Regions from separate parts of the Ovis aries genome. Here all the other regions are linked to region 2. The links are chromatin contacts, called in public Hi-C maps. All regions are on one chromosome and are shown on one strand. The core of a region is the stretch at or near the end of the contact, and the rest is flanking DNA. Distances in the headings are between cores, read along the strand shown. Region 1 holds the start of C14H19orf33 (chromosome 14 C19orf33 homolog). Region 2 holds the start of SIPA1L3 (signal induced proliferation associated 1 like 3). Region 3 holds the start of PSMD8 (proteasome 26S subunit, non-ATPase 8). Region 4 holds the start of DPF1 (double PHD fingers 1).

The links. Hi-C and Micro-C count contacts between places; a contact is called where the count stands out from the background.
Region 1: a Hi-C map of liver shows a contact between it and region 2, with 4 times the contacts expected there. The contact joins the promoter of C14H19orf33 here to the promoter of SIPA1L3 in region 2. A contact is called at or near these places in 5 of 16 Hi-C or Micro-C datasets (blood, hypothalamus, liver and 2 more).
Region 3: a contact with region 2 is called in a Hi-C map of tail adipose tissue, with 5 times the contacts expected there. The contact joins the promoter of PSMD8 here to the promoter of SIPA1L3 in region 2. A contact is called at or near these places in 4 of 16 Hi-C or Micro-C datasets (hypothalamus, liver, mixed tissues and 1 more).
Region 4: a contact with region 2 is called in a Hi-C map of tail adipose tissue, with 5 times the contacts expected there. The contact joins the promoter of DPF1 here to the promoter of SIPA1L3 in region 2. A contact is called at or near these places in 4 of 16 Hi-C or Micro-C datasets (hypothalamus, omental adipose tissue, skin fibroblasts and 1 more).

Annotation. Positions count from the first base shown.
Region 1 is chr14:47,492,225-47,495,552 of ARS-UI_Ramb_v3.0, forward strand. It overlaps C14H19orf33 (chromosome 14 C19orf33 homolog), which reads left to right and starts at 1,935. Exons shown (of 4, transcript XM_004015227.5): 1 at 1,935-1,975; 2 at 2,091-2,191; 3 at 2,301-2,381; 4 at 2,516-2,656. The coding sequence starts at 1,954. The coding sequence ends at 2,620. YIF1B (Yip1 interacting factor homolog B, membrane trafficking protein) reads right to left here. Exons shown (of 8, transcript XM_027978234.2): 8 at 2,753-3,147. The coding sequence ends at 2,992.
Region 2 is chr14:47,145,962-47,149,682 of ARS-UI_Ramb_v3.0, forward strand. It overlaps SIPA1L3 (signal induced proliferation associated 1 like 3), which reads left to right and starts at 1,882. Exons shown (of 22, transcript XM_042230909.2): 1 at 1,882-2,363. It overlaps LOC101109732 (WD repeat-containing protein 87), which reads right to left and starts at 2,097. Exons shown (of 7, transcript XM_060398592.1): 1 at 1,926-2,097.
Region 3 is chr14:47,562,364-47,565,878 of ARS-UI_Ramb_v3.0, forward strand. PSMD8 (proteasome 26S subunit, non-ATPase 8) reads left to right here and starts at 1,565. Exons shown (of 7, transcript XM_012190368.4): 1 at 1,565-1,758; 2 at 2,776-2,848; 3 at 2,969-3,071. The coding sequence starts at 1,588. LOC121816371 (a long non-coding RNA gene) reads right to left here and starts at 1,352. Exons shown (of 2, transcript XR_006055926.2): 1 at 1,260-1,352.
Region 4 is chr14:47,418,250-47,421,687 of ARS-UI_Ramb_v3.0, forward strand. It overlaps DPF1 (double PHD fingers 1), which reads right to left and starts at 1,259. Exons shown (of 11, transcript XM_060398594.1): 1 at 1,123-1,259. The coding sequence starts at 1,154.

The sequences.
Region 1 (3,328 bases), core at 685-3,184, 350 kb after region 2:
CAAGGACACTTAGCCTCACAGCAATTGGAACAGATGACTCAGGCCCCCAACTCCTCCCTGAGCCTAATCTGGGCCCCACGCAGTGTGGGGAGGGAAGGCTGGGCTCCAGTGACTGTCCCTTCTACTAAGTGCTCCCTCCCCCAGGGTGAGGCCAAAGGGCTACACTTGGACGTGCGCTACACTGCCTGGGTTTGAATCTTAGTTCTAATCTGTTCATTACTGTTTCTGCTCCTCACCATCTTTTTTTTTTCTTCTTTTTTTGGCTGTGCTGGGTCTTCACTGTGGCACAGGGACTTTCTCTATTTGCGGCACATGGACTTAGTTGCCGTGCAGCATGTAGGATCTTAGTTCCCTGACCAGGGATTGAATCCATGTCCCTTGTATTGGTAGGCGTATTCTTAACTACTGGACCACCAGGGAAGTCCTGTCCCCCATCATCTTAACTGGTCCCTCAGTTTTCTCATCTGTAAAACAGGGAGAGCCACCATACCTACCTTTTACTTAAAAACCAAACACTCAAAGTACTGCTAGTAACTTGTGTGCAGGCATGGTTGTAGGAAACTAATCCGTTTGATTCTTACATCAACGCCATATGGTAGTTATCATTTACAGATGAGGCACAGAGAGGGGAAGTAACTTCCCCAGATCATTCTGTTGTTGTTTAGTTGATAAGTGGTGTCTAACTCTTTTGCAACCCCATGGACTGTAGCCTGCCAGGCTCCTCTGTCCATGGGATTTCCCAGGCAAGAATACTGGAGTGGGCTGTCATTTTTTACTCCAGGGTATCTTCCCGACGCAGGGATTAAACCTGCATCTCCTGCAATGGCAGACAGAGTCTTTACCACTGAGCCACCTGGGAAGCACTACTAGGTAATAAAGATGGACTTCAAATCATGAGACTGGTTCCCAGGTTCATGCTTTTCTTCCTTTCAGACTCTGCTCACCAGGCCAGAGGCAATGTTACAGTGAGTTAATGTACAAGAAGCCCTTGGAACAGCGCCAGGCACGAAAGTACACAAGGAGTGTCAGTATGATCATGGTACAGAGAGCATGCAGAGGCACCCTTTCTCTCATTTCTTCAAGTGCAAGCATCCGACCCTTTAGCGGAAGCTAGGTGGATTTCCCTGGTGGCTCAGACAGTAAAGGGTCTGCCTACAAGACAGGATTTGATCCCTGGGTAGGGAAGATTCTCTGGAGAAGGAAATGGGAACCCACTCCAGTACTCTTGCCTGGAAAATCCCATGGGTAGAGGAGTGTGGTAGGCTACACCCCATGGGGTCACAAAAAGTCAGACAGGACTGAGTGACTTCACTTCACTTTTCAACACTGCTAACACTGGGAGGATTTCCCCTCCCCAGAAATCCTCACTGGCCTAGACGCCTCTCCCAACCCCAAGTCCCTTGGACTGAAAGGAGATCAAACCAGTCAATCCCAAAGGAAATCAGTCCTGAATATTCACTGGAAGGACTGAAACTGAAGCTGAAGCTCCAATACTTTGGCCACCTGATGCCAAGAGTCGACTCACTGGAAAAGACCCTGATGCTAGGAAAGATTGAAGGCAGGAGAAGGGGACGACAGAGGACGACGAGATGGTTGGATGGCAATACTGACTCGACGGATATGAGTTTGAATAAGCTACAGGAGAAGGTGAAGGACAGAGAACCCTGGCTTGCTGCAGTCCATGGGGTCGCAGAATCGGACACGACTGAACAACACAGGGTGGGTGAGGTGTCGGGGAGCATAGCAGTTAACCGTACGCCTTCCCCGTTTCCCAGAGGACCAGTTGGGCGGTGCCGGGGAGGGGCAATGAGTCAGGGTTAAGGACTTTGAACAGAGGTCGGGTGGGGCTCCTCAGAACTTCCTGGCAGGCCCACTGCCCCTCCCCAAGGCCCGCCCCCTACCCTCGCAGCCCTGCTCCAGCGCTCTGGCCCTGCATACACACCTCTCACTACCATGGAGTTCGACCTGTCGGCAGGTGCGCTGCTGTGGAGTAGGGAGCTTGAGGGCCAGAATCAAGCCCAAGGGTCTGCCTCCAAGGGGGGCATTTTCTGCGCCTGCGCCAACCCATCCAATGTCTCTTTTCCCTGCAGCCGTGGAGCCCACCTCCAAGAAGCCCCAAGGGGCAGGCAAGGTGGGAGACCCCAAGCACAGCCCCCCCAAAGTTCAGGGCGGGTCAGCTGATCACCTAAAGGTAAGTCACCTCATTCCTGGGAATTGCTTGTTGACCCCAGGACCCTGCTTGGGGGTAATGGGAGCTGGGAAAGGGGTCCCCTCGCCTCACTGGTGTGCCTCCCAACTAGCATCACCACGGCCATGGCCACGGCCAAGGGAGCGCCTCCGATTCCAGCAGCAGCTCCAGCGATTCGGAAAATGAGGCGAAGGTAAGAGGCTTCCCCCTCTGTAGCGGGTGCCCGGCGCCCCAAGTGAGGGCGGAGTCCCAGCCCCGACCGCGGGCCGAGGACTCACAGGCGGAACCCTCTCTCCCCTCCTACCCCCACCGCTCCCGGCCCCACAGCCCAGCTCGGAGCCGCACAAGAGCGCCTCAGGCAAGGTCAAGAAGCCCAAGGTGAAAAAGGAGAAGAAGAAGAAGGAGGAAGGGAAGAAGAAGGCTTCCCACTGATGGGTCTGGGCGGGGCTTATTAAACCTTTGCTCGGCCTCCTGGTCGCCTTCTGGTTGCGAGGCGCCGCAAGCGGTCCCCGGGCCGGGCCTGCCCCCTGCTGGACATCGCGCGCCAAGGAGAAGCCGGCTACGCCGTGTCCGTCACGGTTTATTGTTTCTGGAACGGTGGCCGCCCTGCTGGGGGGCGGCCTGTGCAGCTGGAGATCTCAGCACCTCGGCGAGGGCGGGGAGGGTGGGAGGGGCTCGGGCTGCGGGGCGCCCCCAGTGGCCGGCAGGTGGCCGGGAGATGAGCTGTGGCGGCATCGCCGGTGGGGGTGAGGGGGCGGCGGCCGCCGGAAGCAGCAGCGGCGGGAGGCGTCGCGGGGCCGCTCTCACCGCACCAGGTGGAAGGTGAGCCAGTACATGAGCAGGGGCTGTGCCGCCGCCACAGCCATGGTCAAGTACATGCGCAGCTGGTTCCGCGCCCCACGCACCGGGATGCCCTCGGCCGCTGCCTCCGCCAGGATCTTCAGCCGCAGTGTCCGTATCTGGACCGGGGAGGGAGATCGCTCTTGAGCCCGGCCTCCTTCGGGACTGCAGGTTCCCCACCCCTTCCTTCATAGAGTGGCTGGGCTCAAGTCTGCTCCTGGGGAGCCTCGGGTTTCTCTTAGATCTCCTAACACACAGGGAGGACCTCCTTGTCCTCCCAGGCCTTAGGAGAAAACGTGA
Region 2 (3,721 bases), core at 632-3,131:
CCTGCATGGATCCTATAGCCTTGCAGGTGGCTCTTATGTTTGGGGACAGCGATGCAGAAAGCCCAGCTGGCATCAGCTGACTGTAAAGTCAGAGGGACTGGAAAGCCAAAGGGCAATCTCGGTTTACGCTGTTTTTTTCTCTTTTTTTCTGAATGACATTTCTAATACAGAGCTGAAGTCTGTCCCCAAGGCCTGGGACTACTACTCTGGTCTTATAAGTGATTTCACAGCTAGGGCTGGACTGGAATACATTTAACACACTTTATGGAAAGAAACAATTTTCCAGGCTGAGAAACATGTATTACCAGGGTAAACAAGTTCCTATTGGGTAAAGAGTTATCCATCCAGCATGGGAGTAGTGATAGCATCCAGAAATGATTAAGGTAGTAAGTGGTAGCTAGGTATTTTACATATATTGTTTTAATACTATACAATAATTCTGTGGCTTAGCTATCATCCTCCACTAATTGATAGCTAAGTCACAGAATGGACATGGAACATAACATACTAACAAAACATACTAAGGAATATATACTGAAAAGAAAGTCACTTGTCCTATTTCCCCTTCAGAAAGGTAACTCTGGTTGTCTTTCTACAGGTGTTCTGTACACACACAAAGATATATGTGGAAAAATACTACTTTTCTTACACAAACATTAGTATGCTATATTGTTGTTTAGTCACTAAGTCATGTCAGATTCTTTTGCAATCCCATGGACTCTAGCCTATCAGGCTCCTCTGTCCATGGGATTTCCCAGGGAAGAATATTGGGGCTGGTTGCCATTTCCTTCTCCAGGGGATCTTTCAGACCCAGGGATTGAACCCGCGTCTCCTACATTGGCAGGTGGATTCTTTACCGCTGAGCCACCAGGGAAGCCCAGGTGCTATACACTGCATTTTTCTCACTTAATAATCTTAAAGAGTAACTCATATTAAAACATACAGTTCTGTCTCATTTTTCAACAGTTGTCAGCTGCATGCTACTCCATCGTCTGGCTGAACTATCGTTTATTTATCTAATGTCCATTAATAGAAATTGGGCAGGTTCCAGCCTTTTGCTATAACCCATGCCACAAATGAATATTTTTGTTAATGCCTCACAGTTTTAATTAACTTAAAATTTAAAACTGAAGCGATGTAAACCTTTTTTCATTAAACATAACTTATTTTAGACATACTGGCTTAAATTAATAAAATTTCACCTATATACTTTTTAAATGTAAATTTTAAAGTTGCAGATTTGGCTTGCATTATACTTCTATTAGACAGTATTGCTTTAGATTATCACCTTCCCGATGGTGGTGTGGACTTCGGTTCCTTGAGAGTAGGAACCGAATCTATCTTGATTTCTCCCCTGTCCTGATAATCAATCACCCAAGCTGGCATGAAGTAGGTGTCTAATACAGTTTTGTTGAATGAATGAGCAAATGAATCACCCTCTGCCCCTCTCCCAGGAAGAAAAAATATATACTTCCCAGCTCAGTCTCATTCAGCATCTTCTTGGAAGGAAGGATGAGATGGGAAGGGTATTGACTGGGTTTTCCTGACCAAAGAACCTTGCAGTTCCAGCTAGTTCCTTTGGTAACCCCTTATGGAGTAGTAGGAATGCCAATAAAAAAGGTCGGATCCTTGATTATGTCGACAAGTGGACTAAATTTTAACAAAATCTCCCCAGCCATAGGTACTCAACAAACACTGATTACCCTAAGAATGTGCGATCAACGAATAAATGATAGGTATCATGGCCTCCAGGGGACGCCCCCTGCCTGGTGAAGAGACTCCCGTCGAAGGCAGAGCTCCGGAGACTCCTACTACCGAGGGAGGCGACCAGACCGGAATCCCAACACATTCTGGCATCCCGGCTCTCCGCGTGGGAGGGAAGAAGGGCGTGTCCGCCTCCTCAAGGCTGGGGCCGCGCCTGTTACCTGCGACGACTGGGCTCCAGACAGGGGACGGGTACGGCGTGTGTGGCGGCACTCCGAAGCTATGTGAAGCGCCAGACCTAGAATAGGAGCGCCAGAGGAGCGACCTTGGGGATACTGCGGGAGGACTCGGCCAACAAAACGGTTAGCTCCCCAACCCCGCGCCGGGCGGACTGACCAAGGCCAGGCGAGTGAGCGCGCGTGCGCACTGGCGCGCGCCCGGCAGGAAAAAGCCCAGCGCGAGACCCCGCGCGCGCGCGCGCGTTCGAAAGGGAAAAAAAAAGTCTTCCCCGCGGGGGCCCGCGGCAATTTAGGCCGGAGTTGGCCGGCGAGCGCGCGTGCGCGAGCGCGCATAGACGCCTTTCTCCACAGCTCCCCTCGGTTGGGGGTCTAGCGCTGTGTTCCGCTGCTCCTGCTTCTCCAGAGGCTCGCGCCCTCGGGGTAAGTACCTCGCGCCTCGCGGAAAGGGAGAAAGAGGGTCTACTGAAGGAAGGGAGGAGGCGGATAGAGCTGGGAAAAAGGAAAAAACCGCCTTCGCAGAGCAAGGAACGCAATCAACGGGTTGGAGTCTACAGAAGACACACCTCCATCCCTCACGCCCCTCGGGGCTGCGGAAGTACTCAGGAGACTCGAGCGGCACGGAGACGACAGGTGGACTACCATTCCCAGAAGGCGGCGCGGCGCCGCGCCTACTGCTCCCGGCAGCGCCTGCGCGTCAGGCTTTTTTCAGTTTGCGGCCGCCTAGAGCGAAACTACAGTTCCCAGGAGGCCTCGCGCGAGGCGGCTTGGAAGTGGGCAGCCTGGAAGTCACTCGGGCCACTGGAGCTGGCGGCGTCTCCAGCAAGCGGCGCGGATCTGAACGCCGCGGTCGTGGGGCCCGCGGGGCGGGCAGCTGGGACACCCAGGTATGTGGCTCCGGGTGCAGGGTTGGCCTTGCGCTAGGGTAGCGGGGAGTCGATGTCCAGTCGGACCCCGAGGGTCAGCGCGGGCGAGCTACTGGGCGGACGGCCGGGTGTGGGCACCGGCTGTTGGGGGGCGGCGGCTGCACTCTCGCCCTCCGGACCTGGCTGGACGCGTGCCCGCATGCTTCAACTTTCCAGGCGAGCTACCCGGCGCCGTTGCGGGAAAGCGTGGCATGAGAGTCTGGTAGCGGTGGGTTCGTGTACGGACTCTTGCCTCTCGGGAGGTGCGATCTAGGGAAACCGCGCCGAACCTCAGTTTCTCCTTTCGGTCAAACCTGGGAAGAATAGTGGCTGTCTTACGCTGGGAATTCTGTTGAGATGTTGAGATCCGATGAATAAAGCGTTTGTACATAGAAGACACTTATTACTTGCTTGTTTTATTGTTAGCTCCGGAGAAATGGGATGAAGGTATTATCGACTGAATGTGGTAAGCTGAGGGTAAGCCACATGGTTAGCACTCGGTGCAAGGTGGCTGTTAGGAGAAATTATTTTGCTGAGAGCTTCGGTTTTGGAGGCAGAGCCAGGTTCAAATTTAGGTTCTACCTTTTACCAGCTCTGTGACCTTGGGCGACAGACTTCACTGCTCTGTACCTTGGTTTTCTCTGTCTACGAAATGGGTATTTTTTCATAGCAGCCACCTTGTAGAGTCGTTTGGAGGATGCAGTGAGAATACCATTTGTGAAATGCTAAGAGCAGCAGCTGGCACATAGTCAGCATTTAATAAATGACCATTGATTCAGCGTTTTCCCGGTTTCTCCGAGACCCCCTGAGGGTGGGGCTCTGCCTGTAGTCTTGCTTTTCTAGTGGATCAGACTTATAACTGGTCTGGTTGACTTC
Region 3 (3,515 bases), core at 315-2,814, 420 kb after region 2:
ATATATAACTAGAAATTTGTACCTTTTGACCACCTTTCTCCAATTCCTCCTCACCTCAAGAATTTTTATTGCAACGCTTGAAAATGGCAAACAAAAATAACCAAAATGTCAATGGGAACCATTAAATGAATTGTGTAGTTACATTGTGGGATATTGTGTAGCTTTTTTTTTTTTTTTTTGAGTTTCAGAAATATGTCCATCAATCTCCAGAGATGTATTTAGCTTACTGCTAAAAGCATGGTGCTTTTTAGAAAATATGTATAGCACTAATATGATGCAGTTTTTCCTTAAAGACTTTTTTTTTTTTTTTTAAAGACACAACTTGGGAATTCCGTGACGGTCCAGTGGTTAGAAGTGGGTGCTTTCACTTAGATGTCCCAGGTTCAATCCCTGATTGGGGAGATTAGATCCTTGGCAAATAGGCTGGGCTGGGCGAACCGCGGGGGGCGGGGGCGGTATTAGCCCAGCGGAGCGTGGATGAAAGACACAATTTACACACTCGTTCATTCATTCAAGAAACATTGTCTTCCTCGCGCTGGGAATACAGCAGTAAAAAGAACTGATAAATATCCCTACCTCTTATGACATTTTAAATGATGGAAGACAAGAGAATTGAGAAAAAGTAGATGTTAAATAGGCAGGGGTGATATAGATGGAGGAATCAGGGGTAGGGATTAGAAAAAAAAATTGGGAATTCCCTGTGTTCTTTAGAAGGAATGATGCTAAAGCTGAAGCTCCAGTACTTTGGCCACCTCATGCGAAGAGTTGACTCATTGGAAAAGACTCAGATGCTGAGAGGGATTGGGGGCTGGACGAAAAGGGGACGACAGAGGATGAGATGGCTGGATGGCATCGCCGACTCGATGAAAGTGAATTTGAGTGAACTCCGGGAGTTGGTGATGGACAGGGAGGCCTGGCGTGCTGCAATTCATGGGGTTGGAAAGAGTCGGACATGACTGAGCGACTGAACTGAACTGAACTGATGGTGGAATTTAAGCCATTAATACTGGATGATTTTTGTAGTGTTTATGCGTATTCGTACAAGCTTGGAGAAAATGTGGAAAGATGCATTGAGAAACTAGTGAGAAAGAACTAGAGTCAAATCTCAGCCGTTAATCTCTTGGAAGTTTACCCAGTCTCTCAAAGCCTCTCTTCCCCCTGTAACATGGGAAGAATAACAGTTAATCAAATGGCTCCACCACCGCCACCTCTTGGTGTAGAAAGAGGTGCCGCGCGGGTGAAATCTCCAAGACACATACCTCAGGGTGAAGCCGGTGCGGCCATATTGGCTACGGGAAATGCGGAGGCGTTGCGACTGCTGCCATTTTCAATTAGGGCAAGGGGCGACTTCCGGTTACCATTTTGAGTGACAGTAGAGGCGGAACTCTGGCTGACAAGCTCATTAAGGGCCGGGCTCCGAGGGCACCTCCCTGAGAGCGACTGAACGCTAAGCCCGGCGGGCGGAGGCAAACCATCGTAGCCCCGCCCCCGATTTAGGGCTCCACCTCCTGGCCCCACTTCCGTCGGGTGAGCGTCGGTAGGCGTCGCTGCCGTAAACCGGGCTGTCGGTTTGCCGCATCACGGAAGATGGCGGCCACGGCGGTGAACGGGGTGGCCGGCACCTCGAGCTCTGGGACTGCGGCGGCCTCGGGCGCGATCCTGCAGGCCGCGGCCGGCATGTACGAGCAGCTCAAGGGCGAGTGGAACCGGAAAAGCCCTAATCTTAGCAAGTGCGGGGAAGAGCTGGGCCGTCTCAAGGTAAGGATCGGCCGGGGGTGCTTCGAGGGGTCCAGACCTAACCGAGTTTCGCGCTCAGGGGGAAACCGCGCGAGGATGGGACTAAGGCGGACTGGGCTGTCTAATAGGGTGAAGGATTCAGAGGAGCCGAGGTGCGGTTTGGAGGCACGTAGATGTGAGAGGGACCTCGAACGGACTAAATGCGGCCCCACGGTGTGTGTGTGGGGGGGGGTGATGGAGAGGGTGTTTCTGGCACACCGAGTGAGAGGTTAAAATTTTGGTGCTTGGAGGTCTAGCTGGTTGGAGTGGTAGGATGGGGCTGTCAGCTTTTGTGATGTAGGGTTCTGGCCGCCACCAAGTGGGAAATGAGGACTGGACAGGGAGATGGAAGAAGGCTGAGATGATGGGGTTCGTGGTTAAGAACAGGCTAAGCTGGGGTCCGAGAAATCTGGGGCTTAGGGATAGATCTTTGGAGAGAGGGGCCCAGCTAAGTTATGAGGGCAAGACTGAAGCTGGGAAAAATACTCTTAGAGCAGAGGACCTTAATGGGGCTCGGGTTGCTTCAGGCCAGGTGGAAGGGGTACAAATACAGTGGGCTGGACCAAGTTGCTAAGGGGAGTGGTATCTGATAAGGGATGATGTGTGAGCTGGACCATAGGAAGAGATTAGCCCCCTTTCCTCCTTGGTGTAGGTTGAGGAGGGTAGCTGGTCCCACCCCAACAAGGTGTGGGAAAGTGTTGCCAAAGAACCGAAGGTGCTAGTGTCTCCCCTCCCCCTTGATTCCACTGGGTCAGGCATGGAGTCGGTCTCCCCAGTGGGTCTACTAATACTTGTAACATGAAGTCATCCTAAATGAGCCCACATCATGTGTCCAGGCCCTGATCTGACTGACTCCTTTAATACTCATAACAACCTTATGAGTCAGGGATGATGGCTAGTTCCATTTTCTAGGTGGGAAAATGAAGGCCTAGATAAAAGTAAATAGCTCATACCTAAAGTCCCATCTTCTTTCTTTCCTTCCCCTGCCTTCCTCTTCAGCTGGTTTTGTTGGAGCTCAACTTCCTGCCAACCACAGGGACCAAACTGACCAAGCAGCAGCTCATTCTGGCCCGTGAGTGTCACTGGAGTTGATGGGGAGGTTTATGGACTTGGGTCGTGGCAGGAATGGTAGCAGTGGCGGTCAAGGTCGGGACTCTGGTCACCTCCTGAGAACTTTCTCTGTTGCCTACAGGTGACATACTGGAGATCGGGGCTCAGTGGAGTATCCTACGCAAGGACATCCCCTCCTTCGAGCGGTACATGGCCCAGCTCAAATGCTACTACTTCGATTACAAGTGAGGATGGACCTGGCCCCTAATTTGGGGTGTGTGTATGTAGCAGCTTCCCTGGTGGCTCAGTGGTAAAGAATCTGCCTGCCAGTACAGGAGATGGGCAAATGCCTGGGTTGGGAAGATCCCCTGGAGAAGGGAATGACAGCTCACTCCAGTCTTCTTGCTTGGAACATCCCATGGACAGAGGAGCCTGGTGGGCTACAGTCCATGGGATCACAAAGAGTTGCATGCAGCTGAGCACACAGTAGTGTGTGTGTTGGAGGGGGTGGGTGGTTTACATGGCAGCTTTATATCCTTGTTGCTGTAGCCACTTGGGACATCTTCCTTCACCTGGGAATTCCCCCTCTGCATAGCTGTGTGCCCAGAAGCCTCAGGGTTTGTGGTTGGCCGGGAGGGCCTGAGTCTGGGATTATGCCATCCAGTCTCAGTTACCCTCTGGTCTGTCTC
Region 4 (3,438 bases), core at 9-2,508, 270 kb after region 2:
CCAGCACCCGTAGCTCAAGGTCAAGGTGGCGGAGGCGAGGGGCTGGGGGGAGGGTGGGGGAGGTCGCCCCGGCCCCTTTGTGCGGCGCCGCGGGCGTTCGCCCTCCGCCTCCTCCCCGCCAGGCCGGGGAGCGGGGGAGGGGAGGGCCGCGCGCGCCAGCCGGGGAGGGAGAGCCGGAGCGGCCGCGCGCCTGTCACTCCCAGCCCGCTGTCACCGTTGGGGAAGGGGGCGGGGAGCACTGGGACCCAGGAGTTCGGGATCCCGAGGAAGGAGCGAGAGAGACGGAAAGAGAGGGAAGAAGTGGAGAGAGCGAGGGCTGGCCAGGAGAGGAGACGGCTGGGAGACAGCGTAGGTTTGAACCCAGGCGTCCAGGATGCCAGCCGCGGGGTCCGGGAGGAAGCGAAGCTCGGAGGAGGCACGCGGACAGGGAGAAACGGAGGGAATCCCCGGAGACTGAGGGCGCTCCCAGCACCCTCTCCCGAGGCATCCGGTCCCCAAGGAGACAGGAGATGCTCTCATTACATGTGTACGGGCAGGGAGAGGCAGAGAGCCCACGGTCTAAACTGACCGGAGCGTCGGGGCTTTAGGTCCTGAAGACCCGGGAAGGAAAAAAAAGGGGGGAGACAGCAGGGATCGAATCGGGGACCCCGACGTCTCAGCTCCCACCCTGCGGCCGCGCAGACCGAGGTTCCGGGAGAAAGAGAGGGGAAAGAGAGAAAGATGCTTTTGAGGAGGTAGAGACCTGGGAGACTAGGGTCCGGACTTAGGCATTCATACTCCCAGCCCCAGGCAGGGGCAGACCCGGCGCCCCGAGAGACTCGGAGGAGGAGAAGGAAGCCCCTACCCCCACTCTGGGTGGGGAAACGGCCTCCGCCACCCCCAGCCCGCGCCACATTCCTTCACTGACAGCGACAAAGAGGCGCCCCCGCGACCCTGGAGTGGCTCCTGCCCCCAGCCCCAGGAGGGAGACAGGGGGTGGCGGCACGCCCCGGGGGGACAGGGGGACAAGCTGGGGGGCCCATTCAACTACCATCCGCCCACTGCGTCCCCCTCCCCAGCGAGGGCGGGGGCAGGGTTCGGGTTGGGGGCGGATGGAGGGACGTGGACGGCGGGGACACTCACGACTTGAGCGGGTTCTGAATGGCGGTGGCCATGGCCCGCTCGGCTGGGCCGCCTCCGGCCCGGGGCGCCGCTGCCGCTGCGCGCGGGCCCAGCCCGGCCTGCGCCGCCCGCTCTGCCGCCCAGCGCGCTACGATTTCATTCATTCTTGGGGCTGCAGCGCGAGCGAAGCGGGGCGGGCCGGGGGCGGGGCTCGGCCAATCCCCGCACCTCCCGGCGCACGACGGGACGTGGAGTCTAGGGGCGCTCGGCGGCGCCCGAGGGCGCCCCTGTCCGGACTACACGTCCCAGGGGGCGTCGGGAAAACCGTGTGCCCATTGGCTACTGAGGATACAGGGCGGGACTGGACTCGCCCCAGAGCATCCTTTCCCTTCCCTGGAGTGCTCCCTTCCCAGCTCTGGCTCTCCATCCTTCAAGAACCACGGGCGCGCGGGAATGGGTGGCCGCTGATTTCTGGATCTCCCCTGGGTGTGTGGATGATCCCAGAGTCTGTCGTATATTCTTGTCTTTGCCTACTTCTCTGGTGTCTCTTCTTTTGTAAGCCAGTCTGTAAACAAGCACAGGGGTTAATCCATGCCTTTGTTCATTTATTAAGTGACAGGCACTCTTCTAGGCACTGGGGAAACAACATGAACAACAGATAGAATTGCTGCCCTCAAGGAGGTGAGCTGTGAGTGGGGAAAAACAGATGATAAACAAGCAAACAAGCTGTTAATTTTAGAGAGTGGAAAGTGCTATAAAGAAAGTGGCTTCTCTGAGGAGGTGACATTTGAGCTGAAACCTGAGAAGCTGTCACCATGCAATACACAGAAGCAGGAAAAGCTTGACAAGTTCAAAGATTATTGTGGAAAGCTAGTGTAAAAGAGTCGAGTGAGTGAGGAGGGAGACAAGGTTAGCCAGAGAGCAAGGAACCAGATTATGTAGGGCCTTGTAGGCCATTATAAAGAAAATGGATTTTTGTTCCAAGTGCAATCAATCATCCTTGACTCTTCTTTTTTCACACACACCTCAAGTCCATTATCAAATCCTGTTATCTCTACATTCACAAATAGATCCAGAATCTACTCACCCTTCTCCCTTCACAGCCTCCGTCCTAGGACTCCCTCCTCCCATCATCTTCCCCCTGGACAGTCCCTGACTATTCTCTCCAGGGTAGCCAGAGTGAACTGCGTAAAACAGCTGGCATCACCACGCTGTCTGGCTCAAAACTTCCAATGACTTCTTTCACACTTGGAATGAAGTTCTAAGTCCTCACTATGCTCTCAGGGCCCTACTTAAGCAGATCCCCAACCTCCATCTCATTTCCTCGGTTTATTTAGGCTGTGCTGGGTCTTAGTTGCAGCTGCCAGGATCTTCGTTGTGTGGCATGCAAACTCTTAGTTGCAGTGTGCGTGCTGGATCTACTTCCCAGCCAGGATGGAGCCTGGCCCCCTTACATTAGGAGCACAGAGTCTTACAATCTGGACCACCAGGGAAATCTCCCCACTACATTTCTGATCTCATCTCCCTTCTTTTCCTTGACTAGCTTTGCTGACTTATTAGAAAAGACCCTGATGCTGGGAAAGATCGAAGGCGAGAGGAGAAGGGGACAACATGGTTGGATGGTTGGATGGCATCACCTACTCTATGGACATGAGTTTGAGTAAGCTCCAGGAGTTGGTGATGGAAGGGGAAGCCTGGTGTTCTGCAGTCCATGGGCTTACAAAGAGTTGGACATGACTGAGCAACTGAACTAACTTTGCTCCAGTCGCACTGGCCTCCTCCTTATTCCTGGAACACTCCGGGCCCACTTCAGCCACAGGACCTTTGCATCTGCTGTTCTCACTGCCTAGAATGTTCCTCCCCCAGGCATCTTCATGGTTCCAACAATGACTTTATTCAGGTTTCTAAATTAATGTCACTCCCTCAGAGACAACCTCAGCTAAAACAGCATCCCTGAGAAATTCTATGTCCTCTTGAAAGCTTTTTTTTTTTCCCCCCGGGACTTCCCTGGTGGTCCAGTGGCTAAAATTCCACTCTCCCAGTGTAGGGAGTCTGGGTTCAATCCCTGGTCAGGGAACTAGATCCTGTATGCCAGTCTTTGCCATATGGAAAAGACCTTGGTGCTGGGAAAGACTGAGGGCAGGAGGAGAAGGGGACGATGGAGGATGAGATGTTTGGATGGCATTACCAACTCGATGGGATGAGTTTCAGCAAACTCCGGGAGATGGCGAAGGACAGGGAAGCCTGGCATGCTGCAGTCCAGGGGGTCACAAAGAGTCGGACACGACTTAGTGACTGAACAACAAAATGCTGATCCTGTGTTGCCATAACTAAGAT